2 separate regions of the Mus musculus genome follow, and region 2 is linked to region 1. A link is a contact called in public promoter capture Hi-C data. All regions are on one chromosome and are shown on one strand. The core of a region is the stretch at or near the end of the contact, and the rest is flanking DNA. Distances in the headings are between cores, read along the strand shown.

The links. Promoter capture Hi-C pulls out the DNA fragments that hold promoters and counts their contacts.
Region 2: a promoter capture Hi-C map of liver shows a contact between it and region 1, with 2.2 times the contacts expected there. The contact joins the promoter of Dnajc28 here to the promoter of Sod1 in region 1. A contact is called at or near these places in 6 of 39 promoter capture datasets (the C10 cell line, embryonic stem cells, hippocampal neurons and 3 more) and 1 of 115 datasets of contacts at active chromatin or transcription factors (embryonic stem cells).

Annotation. Positions count from the first base shown.
Region 1 is chr16:90,218,769-90,222,289 of GRCm38.p6, reverse strand. Sod1 (superoxide dismutase 1, soluble) reads right to left here and starts at 1,528. Exons shown (of 5, transcript NM_011434.2): 1 at 1,361-1,528. The coding sequence starts at 1,432.
Region 2 is chr16:91,617,263-91,620,740 of GRCm38.p6, reverse strand. It overlaps Dnajc28 (DnaJ heat shock protein family (Hsp40) member C28), which reads left to right and starts at 1,742. Exons shown (of 2, transcript NM_138664.2): 1 at 1,742-1,983; 2 at 3,362-3,478. The coding sequence starts at 3,387.

The DNA.
Region 1 (3,521 bases), core at 279-2,778:
AGAGCTACCTTAAAAAAAAAATCTCATTAGCTATCCAAATCTAGAAAATTTGCCACTTAACAAAAAAGAAAAGAACACCCAAAATTCAAATTAGTACTGCTCCAGAAAGTGTAGCAATAGGGAGAAAATGTAAGAGCAACCGACCAACAAGCAAGGACAATCATTTTTTAGGTTTTTTTTTTTTTAAATGTCCAACTTTTGCAACAGAATAAGGGAATATGAACTTTGGGTAGAAAAATCTGATTCTGAAAAGTTGGCAACAGGTTAAATCAACCAGCTTTGATTACAACTGCCAATCTGGAATGCTTAACTATCGTTTCATTGGGTACAAAGGGCACCAGCGATGTGTAGTTTGCAGCGTCACAAAAATAGTGCGAGCTGCTCTGGCATGGCATGGTGGAAGATGACAGAAACCCACACACAGGGGTAAGACCCAGCCGAACTTCGTCTTTCTCACAGTGAATTACGTGGGGAGGAGAAAAAGACAAAAACAAAAAACTTCCACAGGAAAACAACAAAACGCATTTCAATGCCAAGAAACTGCTGGAAACGAGGCTAGTTACGAAAAACTCTAAATTGCCGTTATCAGTTCTCGTCGTAAACCAAACACTTGGGATTCACTATGGTGTCTGCCTTCTCACACGTATGTCCACCACTTCAGAGAGCACATAACGCTCATTTATCAAATATTCTCTCGGGATTAAGGTGAATACAACAACGGTAACCTCCCTAAGGCTCTGGACACAACCTTACCACACACATCTTCCCTGTGACGCATGTGTTTTTGCAGGGTCACAGTATTTTCGAAAATATCTCTATGTACTTTTCCAAAATGTGCTCAGAAACTCGCTGTGGTAGAAAAAACCCACAGCCGGGTCTCTCTCTGGAGTGCAAAGCAAGGGACGGCTGTCCAAGGCCATCTCTTTCTTTCCGCCTTGCGACACGACCCTGACCTAGTACAGAACAGCCCAGGACTTTGCTTTAAAGTGCCGCAAACGCGTCCTGCGGCCTTAGTCCGGTCTGGCACCACCGGGTTCAAATATTCTTACAACAATCGCAGCCGGTGGCCACGGGGCTCTGAGCCTGTGGGACACGGACACCGGAAAAGCAGCAGCCCCAGAAGGATAACGGATGCCAAGCCGGCTCTCCCGGGCAGGCCCAGCCGCTCCGGGGCGCGGGGAGGCCCCCGCCCGCCCGGAAGGCCCCGCGGCGCCCCGGGCCTCGCTTCCCGGCGCCCAGCCCCTGCCCCAGGCCACGGTGACTCAGCACTTAGCGGGCTCAGGCCGTGGCGGGGGCGTGGCGTGCTCCCGCACAGGTGCGCCGCGTCACCGCGGCCTGCGCCCCGCGCCCCGGGCCTTGCCTTCTGCTCGAAGTGGATGGTTCCCTGCACCGGACCGTCGCCCTTCAGCACGCACACCGCTTTCATCGCCATGCTTCCCCGGGAGACGCGCGGCGGCCTCCTCCGGAGGGACCAGAGAGAGCAAGACGAGAAGCCGACGGACGGAAGGCGCCGCAGGAAAGGACCGCGCAAAAAAACGAGGCCCTGGCGCCACGGAGCTTTTATAGGCCTGAGTCTGACCACGCCCACCTTGGCACGGAACCAATCGCTACCCGCGGCCTCCGCCCGCCCTTCGTGGAGCTCCCTGGCCGCGGGGCACGCTGGGGGCGGGGCGGAGGGTAGCTCCGGCTCCTGGAGCGTGCGGACTGAGAAAGTTCCCGAGGAGCCTGAGCGGGGAAAGTCGCTATTGTCTTCTAACTGTGACGTCGGCCGAGTCGCCGCGGAAACCGAGAACACGAGGCCCGCGTGCGCGCCTGGAAGGTCTGAACCCACTGTGTCTGGAAATGCGGATTGTCACTGACTTTGCACAGCGCGCCTCGGTTGCAGTGTGAAAGTTGAGATGCGCCAAGATGGATGCCCAGTGTCATTTCCAGCTTTATTTTCTCATGATGTCTAAAATGTGTAAAGCCCATGTTCTATCTCTAGACACACCCCCGTTTCTTACTTATTTTTTACTTCTTTTATTTTTGTTACTAGAGCTGGAGATTAGACAGTCCCCACCCCCCACCCCGCCCCCTGCATGACAGACAAGTGCTCTGCCAGTTAAGACACACACACACACACACACACACACACACACACGCAAAACACAAGAAAATCAAGAGGAAGGAAGACCAACGTGTGGATACTTCATTCCTCCTTAAAATAACGAACAAAATACCCATGGACGGAGTTACAGAGACACAGTTTGGAGCTGAGACAAAAGGATGGACCATCCAGAGACTGCCCCACCTGGAGATCCGTGCCATAATCAGCCACCAAATGCAGACACTATTGCGTATGCCAGCAAGATTTTGCTGAAAGGACCCTGATATAGCTGTCTCGTGTAAGGCTTTGCCAGTGCCTGGCAAATACAGAAGTGGATGTTCACAGTCATCTATTGGATGGAACACAGGGCCCCTAATGGAGGAGCTAGAGAAAGTACCCAAGGAGCTGAAGGGGTCTACAACCCTATAGGTGGAACAACAATATGAACTACCCAGTACCTCCGGAGCTCGTGTTTCTAGCTGCATATGTAGCAGAAGATGGCCAACTCGACAATCACTGGGAGGAGAGGCCCTTGGTCTTGCAAATTTATATGCCTCAGTACAGTGGAATGCCAGGGCCAAGAAGTGGGAGTGGGTGGGGAGGGGAGCAGGGGGGCGTGGTATAGGGGACTCCCCAGATAGCATTTGAAATGTAAATGAAGAAAATAATAAAAATTTGAAAAAAAAAAAGACACACATACCTTTTTAAAAATATCACACTGTGTACCTTTGGCTCTCATGGAACTCATTGTGTAGAACAGACAGGCTGACCTTGAACTCACAGAGATCTCCCTGGCCTCTGCCTCTCAGTTGCTGGGGTTAGAGGGGTTCTTTTTTAATTTTTGAGATAGGGACTAAACTTGAATTTAAGATCCTCCTGCCTCAGCATCCCTAGTAACTAGGATTGCTTGTCTGCCCCACCATTCCCAGCTGGTGTTACTTGCTGAGTAAAAATCTGTATTCTCTTCCCTGTGTGAAGTGGTTCTCGGACACGCCGTGCATTCCACTGGCTCTAAGCCACACACTGGAGAACAGGATGCCTGATAAAGTCCTATGTGATACCTCCATGCAATGGGTGAGAAATAGTGTTTCAAGGAAAATATTTGTTAAAATGGTATGGAATGAGCAAAGGTTACAAACTACAAAGAGGGGGCTCAGCATGTATTTACATGAGTTCTCAGAAATGTCTAGAAAGATATATGGGGGGTCCCTAGAGACAAGAAAGGGTATCAATAAGAGGAAGGGAATTCTTTTTTTTTTTAGGATTTATTTTTTATTTATATGAGTACACTACAGCTGTCTTCAGACACACACTAGAAGAGTGCATTATTTCCCATTACAGATGGTTGCTGGGACTTGAACTCAGGACCTCTGGCAGAGCAGTCAGTGCTCTTAACCACTGAGCCATCCTTATAGCCAGAGAAAGGGATTTTTTT
Region 2 (3,478 bases), core at 493-2,992, 1.4 Mb before region 1:
CTTTATTTCAAGCTAATCTTCCACCCGTTTTTTAAGTACCAGCCTTGCCCTACAGTAGCTGATACCAGGTCTCCAGAGGAGAATCCATGTGTCTGGTTGCCTGAAATCAAAATACGCCTTAAAATAGCAGAGGTGATAATAGAAGGCGGAGGAGTCGGCAGGGCATGCTGCCACACCCCTTCCCAGGGGAAGAGGAAACCATGTCTCCGTTCTCCCTGGGTCCCAAACCCAGGGCCATTCTGCCAAAGCTCACTCTGGGCAGACATCACTAGGCTTCCTTACAGAGCTTAGCCAGCCTCCTGAATTGCCTTCCCTGGCCTATATACCCAAGCCCCTCCGCCAGCCACTGGCAGTTAAGGCAGATTTGCATACAACAGGTGGGAGCAGTGGACCCAGATGAAGGTTGTGCTGAGTCAGCAAGCCCGGGCGATGGGCTAACACTTTTCAGGCAGCACAGCCAAACTCCCACAATGCTTGGCTCTCATGATGGTCACAACAGAATACTATTTAGACACATTGAGTGTGAGCGGCTACTATATACACATTAGTTATTCAAGATTGAGATAGCCCAACCTGTAAAGACTCTACCTTCATTCAAGCTTGACCACCAGGATCCACACGACAGAAGCAGACAACCAACTCCACCAGTAGAGACCACAGCATACAAAACACGAAACTACACATACAAAACATAACCGGTGTAATAAGATTTTCAAAGCCAGATGTGGCACGCACCTTTCATCTCAGCGCTTGGGAGGCAGAGGCAAGTGGGTTCAAGGCCAGCCTGGTCTACAGAGTTTCAGACTAGACTGGCCTCAAACTCACAGAGATCCACCTGACTCTGCCTTTATATGCTGGGATTAAAAGTGTGCCGCTAATTTTTTTAAAACTGTATCTTTAGGATGGAGTGCGGTGACATGTCTTTAACCATTCAAGAGACAAGAGGCAGGGAATCCCAGCACTTGGGAGGCAGAAGCAGGTGGATTTCTGAGTTCAAGGCCAGCCTGGTCTACAGAGTGAGTTCCAGGACAGCCAGGGCTACACAGAGAAACCCTGTCTCAAAAAAACCAAATAATAATAATTAATAAAAATAAAATAATAAAGAATAAAATAAAACCAAAGACACATTTTTCCCTTCTTTTCCAACCCCTGGCTATGTGCGGTGCTCAATGGGGTGAGGTATCGTACAATACGCAGAGCCCTGACAGAACTTGCCTTGCATGCATAAGCCCTTGGTTTTATATCCCCAACATTCCATAAACAAGTAGCAATTTTACTGTGTAATCCCAGCACCTGGAAAACGGAAGCATGGAGGATGTGCAACCCAAAATCCCTCTTTACTACATAGCGAGTGTGAGGCCAGCCTGGGCTAAGGGAGACAGTGTCAAAAAACAAGAGCCATCCACCCAAACAAACTTGGCTGGGCCAGGCAGTGGTGGCGCACACCTTTAATCCAAACTTGGTTGAAGGAAAGACCATCTTTCTAGGCTTAAAGAAGCCTACTGACGGTGCAGGTGTCCCATAGAGGCAAACGGCCTAATCTTCCTCCATTTAAAACAATTTACTGAGGTCAGTGCTCTTCAAATTACATACACGTTGGGGTCACAAATCTATCACAAGCCATAACTCCTCTCCAGGCCCTAATGCCTCTACTCTGCACCTGCCGGAGAACTACATTTCCCACAATCCAAATCGGCCGAACCCTGCCCTCGAAAGCGGGTAGAGGCGGGGCCTATCGCCCCCGGCACAACAACAAGCGTCCAGGGGAGTCTGTCCTCTGTTCCGTGGGGGATGGTTTTATAAGAAAGAGATCGCTGTCCCTGGTGAGGGAAACTACCTGTCGTAGTAAGGTATGAAGAAAGGCTCTGCAGTGTAGCGCGGCAGAGGGTCCAGTAGCCGAGACAGGGACGGAGCGGGCCACGCGTGCTGCGCAAAGGCGCAGCTTGAGCTTCGAGCCGCTGAACCCCCATCACGTCTGTGAAGGTGAGTAGGGGGTGCAGCGGACCGACACTCTTCTGAGGCACCCCTCACCACGGTGAGCATAACCACCGGCATCCCAGACAACTCTAAAATCCACTGACCCCTATATTGTGACATCGGGCTACCATGACTTCTAAAACGCACCTTACATTCAAAGGATCAGTAATCCTCCAGTAAGTACTCCGTTGCCTTTCGTCAGTGTTCAGTATCTTTTTCCACAGGACCATGCGTTTTTAAATACAGCAAAAGCTCTCTCACCCTTTATCGCCCTTCCTTGCCCTGGCACCTAGCAAATAGCGAGGTGCAGACCTTAAAGTCGCTTGCATTCTTGATTCTCAGTCCCATCTGGTGTCCCACTGAGTACCGGTCTGTATGTTCCCTGTTTGATATGCAGCAAGTTAGATACTTGGAAATGGTGACGACCATTCTACACTGTATGCAAAACAAAACAACAACACAAATTGTGCTCAGGGAAATGTGTAATTTGCTGAGTATAGCTAAGCCAAGTGTGGGGCTTGGATGCTCTCCTTTAGTCCCAGCACTCAGGAGACAGAGGCAGGCTGACCTCTGTGAGTTCAAGTCCAGCCTGGTCTACATAATGAGTCCCAGGACAGCCAGGGCTATGTAGAGAGACCCTATCTCAAAAACAAACAAGCAAAAAGCAGTTAAGCTTTACTGTGCCCCAAACCTAACCATTTGCAGTACCTGGTAATGTAAGTTCTTTGGTTAACCTTAAGAGTTGCTTAACCTTCTGGACCCGTTTTCTTATAAAATGAGAAAATTAGGTTAGATGAGTTTTAACAACTTTCTAGATCTAAAATTCTGTGCATTGGATCCGGGCGGAGGTATGCATGTCTTTAATCCCAGAACATGGAAGGCAGGGGCAGGTGGATCTCTCTATGTTTGAAGCCAGCCTGGTCTCCAAAGTGAGTCCAGAACAACCAGAGCTACACAGAGAGAAACCCTGTCTTCAAGCAGTAGACTTCAGTTCCTGTCACACTATGTGATAGCCAAACATCACTGTCATTTTCTAGCTGCACCAAGAAAAGTCATAGATACTTATATATTCTTGTTTAGCAACATTGTTACAAAGAACTGACTTTCTTTTTTATATACATATGGTGTTTTGCCTACACTATGGCTGTGCACCATGTGTGTCCAATGCCTGAGTGGGCCAGAAGGAGTCAGACCCCCTGGAACCAGAGTGAGAGACATTTATTAGCTGCCATGTGGGTGCTGGGAACCACACCTCAACCCATTCTCTTGCCCCCAAGAACCAAAGCTTACTAAGGACATGGAACCCATACCCTTACCTGGTTATTGATGAAAAGAAAATGACTGATAGTACAAGTGTATCCAACTGCTCTTTGCTGTTTTGTAGATCACTGTTAAGAATTCCAGATACAATGATAAACACAGTGTGCATGAAGACCACTCGGATCTTGAGACTGCACCTAACAAACGCTTCCTTGATTCCTCCTGGTATAAAAATGCTTTC